Regions from separate parts of the Callithrix jacchus genome. Here region 1 is linked to region 2. A link is a contact called in public Hi-C data. All regions are on one chromosome and are shown on one strand. The core of a region is the stretch at or near the end of the contact, and the rest is flanking DNA. Distances in the headings are between cores, read along the strand shown.

Region 1 (2,700 bases), core at 117-2,616, 67 kb after region 2:
GAGGAAAACAAAGAACATAAGAACCAGTAAAAGAATACGTGTGTAAAATCTGGTAAGTAGCAAAAATCATCTTTAAGCATTTGAGGGAAAAACTGCAAAAAGGGTTCAGAAGCCACACCTTCCGGCCCTTGGGACTGCATGGCTGTGACACTGAGCAACAGCTGAAGCCCTGACTTTCTCGGAGGGGAAGGAAAAAAGGAAACAACAGTCAGTCCAGGCTTGTCCAGGGCTGGAAGCCTCGACTCCTGCAAACCGATCTCCCAGATCCTTTCTGGGCAAGCACATAACCAGAGGAAATGAAAACTAGAAAAACAATTTGTGCATGGAACAATGACATGGAGTTTCACTTTGGTTTCATGTTCAAATATGAATGTGGCTGTAATTTTTAAGAAAAATATATTAATAGAAGGCAACGAGTTGAGGATGATGGCTTCTTCAAGCCGGGCGTCCAGAAGAGCCCCATTTCTGCCTTGGAGCGCGCCTTAGGCAGCAGTCGTGGGAAAGCTCAGATACAGCTGTTTCCAGGCAAAGGGCCCAGAGCTTTTCAGCCTCGGTCACCAGGGTCTCCAGACAAGGAGAAATACGCCCAAAGCTCTTCCCAGACGCTCTGGGCTACAAGCTCCCAGTGCGCGCTCCCGCCCCGCCAACCCCCAACTCCCTCGCGCACCCGGGGCGGGTGAAGGCGCCCAGCTGCTGAGCATCCCTGCGACGCGGGTTCAAATCCCGCCGAATCCCGGGCACCGTCGCCCCGCCACAGTGCGGGCTGTTTCTCCTCCTTTCCCCGGAGGAATTCCCTAACTCTCCAGTACCCACACCATAACAAAGGAGGCTCGGTCCACCGATGCGCGATTGTAGCACATAGGGACCCCCAGCGAGCACTGGCCCAGAGAATGCACCTAGCCGTGCCACGCGCGACCCCTAAGGGACAGGCGGGCGGCTCCCGGAGCGGACAAAGGGGCCTCTCGGGGCACCCGGGCTCAGGGCGGGACGCGGGGAGCGGAGCCGGCCTGGGACTCACCTTCGCAGCGGCCCGGCTGCGCTCCTCGTGGAGCAGAAGGGCGGCGGGCAGCAACAGCAGCCAGACGCCGAGCCGGGGCCCCATGGTGGCGCGCCCGAGGCGGCGGTGGACGGCAGGGGACGGAGGCCAGGCGTGCGGGGGCCGCGGCGGGCAGCTCGCTCTCGGAAGGCCGGGCTTCCAGCGCTGCGCACCGTCCCGGGTGCGGCGGCTCCAAGCGGAGACCTGAGCGCGGCGGGCCGAGCTCCCCAATTTGTTGCCGCTGCCCCCTCCCCCTGGCGCTGCGCGGGCGGCGCCTCAAAGGGGAGGACCCTGCGGCGCGGGTAAGAGGCGGCGGGAGCGCGCAGCCAGGGAGTGTGGCCGCCGTGCGCCGGGACACCAGGGCTCTGCGCTCCGCACCCAGGGGCTCCCGCGTCCCAACACCCTGCGCCCGCGCTCTCGCCGATCCAGGGCGAGGACCCAGAGAGGCCGCCCGAGACCCCGAAGCCGGCGCCCAGGGAGCCCAGTGAGGGCGGCCGCGCTGTGGGTGTGCGCCGGCGGGTGCCTCTGGAAGGGCCAATGCGCGCGGGCCGCAGCCCCTGAAGCCGAGCCCGAGGTGAGAGCGACCCCCGAGCGGCGCCCAGACCTTGGCCGGAGAGCTCGGGCTTGGGCGCCTTGTGCGGTCTGGGGCTGCGTGCTCCTGCTTGGGAGTAGAAACCGGGAGGGTGGGAGAGCGGGGACGGGGCTTCTCGGCCAAGCAGCACACACGGGGGCCTAACGGGAGGTTCTCCTTCTTTCCGGGTCGTGGCGGGACGGCCCTCCGGTCACCCCTGCATGCGGGGCGCCCCGCGCTGTCCCCGCGTCTCGCGGACCGAGACCGGCGGTGAGGATGGGCTGCCTCCCTCATCCTGCGCTGAACTCGCTTTGTCTCTCGCCTCTAGGCTAAGCGGGACTGACCGCGGCCCAGAGCGGACTCACCGCCAGCATGGGGAGAAACCAGCGCGCGGCGGCCGGCCCTGCCCTACCACGGTAAGCGACTTTCTGCCTGGTCCCCGTGGGTCCCCCTTTCTGTATAGCTCTTGGGGATTGACAAGCCGGGCCCGCGCGTTCATGTCCCTCTCCCTCCCTTTCCCATTCAGGTGGCTGCTGCTGGGGACCGTGACCGTGGGGTTCCTCTCCCAGAGCGTCTTGGCGGTAAGTCCTGGCCCCGACCCCACGCGCTTGGACTTGCGCGCCCTAGAGTGGTGGGGACGTTTGAGTGGCCTTGCAGAAGGCAGCCCGTCCGGGCGCTCCCGAGCTTGTGTGTGCGCGAGCGGTGTCCGCCAGCCTGCCCACCCAGGTTCTGAGAAAGCTCGCTCTTCCCGCGTGATGTGTTCCACCTTTCCTTCCCAGGGGTTCCCTGCGTCAATCCTGTGCTTTGCAGGCGTCGGCCCTAAAGCTGAGAACTTTAAATTAGCCTAATGCACCGTCTACTAGCTTTGAACAAAGCTGCAGCCGCAGAGGCGAGGGGAGAGTGTCAGTCCCTGGCAGTGAGGCGCCAGGCTTAGGGCAAGAAAAAGTTTTCCTGGAACTCGGGAGCTGGTGGGGAGGCTCTGTCAAGAGCTGAGGGTTTTTTGTGTTTTTAAATGGGAGGCTCTGGGTAAAGGGGCGGGGCGAGGAGGCGAACAAGACAACCTTAGTATTGTTTGAACTGAACCATTGCGATA
Region 2 (2,700 bases), core at 26-2,525:
CTTTAGAACAGGAACTAGAGGCCTGCCCATGGCCCCAGAGGAACAGGTTCATTTCTTGGCAGTCCTCCAGCAATCCTCCCCATCCCTGACCATTAGAGAAACGCTTCGGAAGGCTTGCTGTCCTTGGCACGTGGCCAGGGGAGCGGGGTATCTACCATGGAGTCAGTTAGATAGAGAAAAGGAACTTGCTCAAGATGTTGGGATATTCTGAGCTGTGTGTTCAACTGGCCCGACTCCCTCAGATTAGGATCTGCTTATCTGAAGGAAACTGAGTCGTGCTCTGGTTCGTGTCTGAATCCTGTTATTTGTCTTTTATTAGCTATAAAAGATGGGGTCAGGCCAACAGTTCTCAATCCAGGGTGAGTCTGCAGGCCCCTTTCCCCACCAGGAGACACTTAGCATCACCTGGAGATACATTTATGGCATCTAATAGATAGGGCCGGGATGCTGCTCAGTGCCTACGATGGACAGGACAGACCCACAACCAAAAATCATCCCACTCACCTGTCAATACCACCAAGCGGGAAAAGCCTGGGCTGGCTGGTTTCTTCCGCTGTACAATAGATATTGTAACAACGTGCAAGGGGTTAGGGTTAGGGCGTAAAACACACTCAGACCCAGGCCTGGCCCAAGGCGCGGCCTCTTTCTCTTTCTTGCTCTCACACTCCCAAGCCAGGATTTTCCTGTCCTGACCTAGATCTGTTGTGTAAAAGCAGCAGCTAGAGCCACATGTTGAGATGCAAAGAGACAGGTTTATACAAAGGTGTGTCGTAGACATGCACTGACCGTGTCAAATACCCAGGCACTAAATGGCTGGTCAAGCTACAAACTATTCGCCATAGCAAGGGAAAGGGCATCCTGTAGAAACTCAGCCATAGGCAACATTAAATTCTTCCCAGATTTCCCGGGCCAGAAATGAAATTACTTCCAGATTGGCCACAGACTCCTCCAGCCCTTTCAAATCAGATAAGGTACACGTTTTAGACAGACAGACAGCAATACCATTTTCAAAGACCTCTGCTTGGAAAGCAATCTTTGCTTGTCCTGAGGACAACACTGGTGGAGTGCACAGCCAACGTGGACAGGAGCTGTGATTCACAGCCTAATCAGTAACAACAGGATAGTGTGCCGCTTCTCTCCATCTCTGCCGAGGATCTGGGTATCAGCAGGGTAAAGTATTACAAGAAGATATAGATAGCCACACAGTTGTCACTATTCACTAGCAAGGCTACGCATCTGCTTAAGACTGTGCTCCCAAGACTGGCTTGGGAATGTCCCTTTCAAGAGTCACTACAGGAGAAACCAGCAAATGTTTGCTGGGACAGCATTCATCCACTGGTCCCAAGAGCTGTTTTCTCTGAAGAACGCAGTTCAGTTAACATGCGTCTTCACACATATGTGTAACACATGACCCTGGTCTGTATGCAAGCAAGTCTGGTGAATTAGCGAAGATGTGAGGGGCTGGGGTCCCACTGCAGCTGGAAAGCTGTCACTTGATTTTATGCTCCAGGTCCCAGGATCACTTCCTTCTCAGAAAAACGGCAGTATCTGTTTTCTCAGCTGCTTCTCCTGGAATCTGACAATTTACCCTCACCTTGTTATTTACTTATGTCCATCAGCCTTCCCTCTCCAGTTTAGCTTTAAATTCCCTTTTTTGGACACTGCAGGGACACAGATTACGGTGACAGTGTCATGGAAACGTGGGCTCCCAGGTTAGATTATTTGAAAGACACCTTGTGAAAACGCTGTTTTAGCAAAACAGAAACGGTTAATTTCCTTAGCAGAAAGCAGTAACTTCTGCCTTTCCTACTATCTTAAATAGTTGAGAAAATCAGATTACCAAGCAAAAGAAGAGCTTAACTTTTGGCTATTTCTGTGAAGGCAAGCATTCAAAATCCTAATCAGTGTAAGGAGATAGCATTCCCACACTGCCGTGTCCCCGGGGGAGCACAGAGCCACTGTGTGCGAGTCCAAATTAATTACCTAACAGAAAACGTCTGAAGATAGGAGTGGCCTGTCAGGCAAGAGCGAAAGTAAACAACTCAGCAGAGATTGTGTGAAACCCAGTAGAAGCCGAACTTAACTGATGACCTCAGATCCAACGACCTCGTATTTACTGATTACGTGAAAACCATGAGACTGTAAAACCTGCGATGATTTGCGCTGAGATGTATTTACGGTATCTGCAGAATGTAAGAATCCTGCCCATGGCGTCGTATCTCTGTAGAAAGCAGGACTTAGTCAAAAGAGATGTTCCAGTTTGCACCGGAGACATTCCAGTTTCTGTTGAGGGTACCGGTGGTTTGCAAATAATAGTGTCAACGCGTTCCTCAGAGAGACCTGGGGAAAATGATCCCCGAATTCCTAAGGCTGTGACATTCTGACCCAGCCAGGTAAATTTCACTGCCTCTGAGCTGGGCCTACTACTGTCCTGTTTTTAGGAACAACAGAGTAAAATTGATTTAATGTGTAGACATTTGGGAATATCAAAATAGCCCGCATGCGGATAGAAGGTGTTCCGCTGTGGCTCCTAAGTAAAGCAGTGATTTAATGCAGCAGATTCGCATTCCATGATTCCAGTCATGTTGTCGTTACACTGGTCGGCGTTTCTAGAGCTGGGACACTCTGAAACCACGTAGAAGGTGGCGGCCACTGGGGTGGGTCCATTTCTCCTCCTGACCTACCAGCCTAAAGCACATT

The links. Hi-C and Micro-C count contacts between places; a contact is called where the count stands out from the background.
Region 1: a contact with region 2 is called in a Hi-C map of skeletal muscle, with 2.2 times the contacts expected there. The contact joins the promoter of COL4A2 here to the enhancer-like site in region 2. A contact is called at or near these places in 2 of 3 Hi-C or Micro-C datasets (induced pluripotent stem cells and skeletal muscle).

The regions. Positions count from the first base shown.
Region 1 is chr1:25,879,419-25,882,118 of calJac240_pri, forward strand. COL4A2 (collagen type IV alpha 2 chain) reads left to right here and starts at 1,367. Exons shown (of 48, transcript XM_035293939.3): 1 at 1,367-1,610; 2 at 1,936-2,023; 3 at 2,134-2,188. The coding sequence starts at 1,980. COL4A1 (collagen type IV alpha 1 chain) reads right to left here and starts at 1,242. Exons shown (of 52, transcript XM_017970460.4): 1 at 1,019-1,242. The coding sequence starts at 1,102.
Region 2 is chr1:25,812,751-25,815,450 of calJac240_pri, forward strand. All of the region lies in intron 2 of COL4A1 (collagen type IV alpha 1 chain), which reads right to left. Among named protein-coding and RNA genes, the nearest start is that of COL4A1, 67 kb to the right of the region's middle. Within about 2 kb of position 1,276, at least 1 of the 16 cell types and tissues checked has an H3K27ac peak or open chromatin away from gene starts, as enhancers often do. A contact at or near this core is called in skeletal muscle, where this site is marked.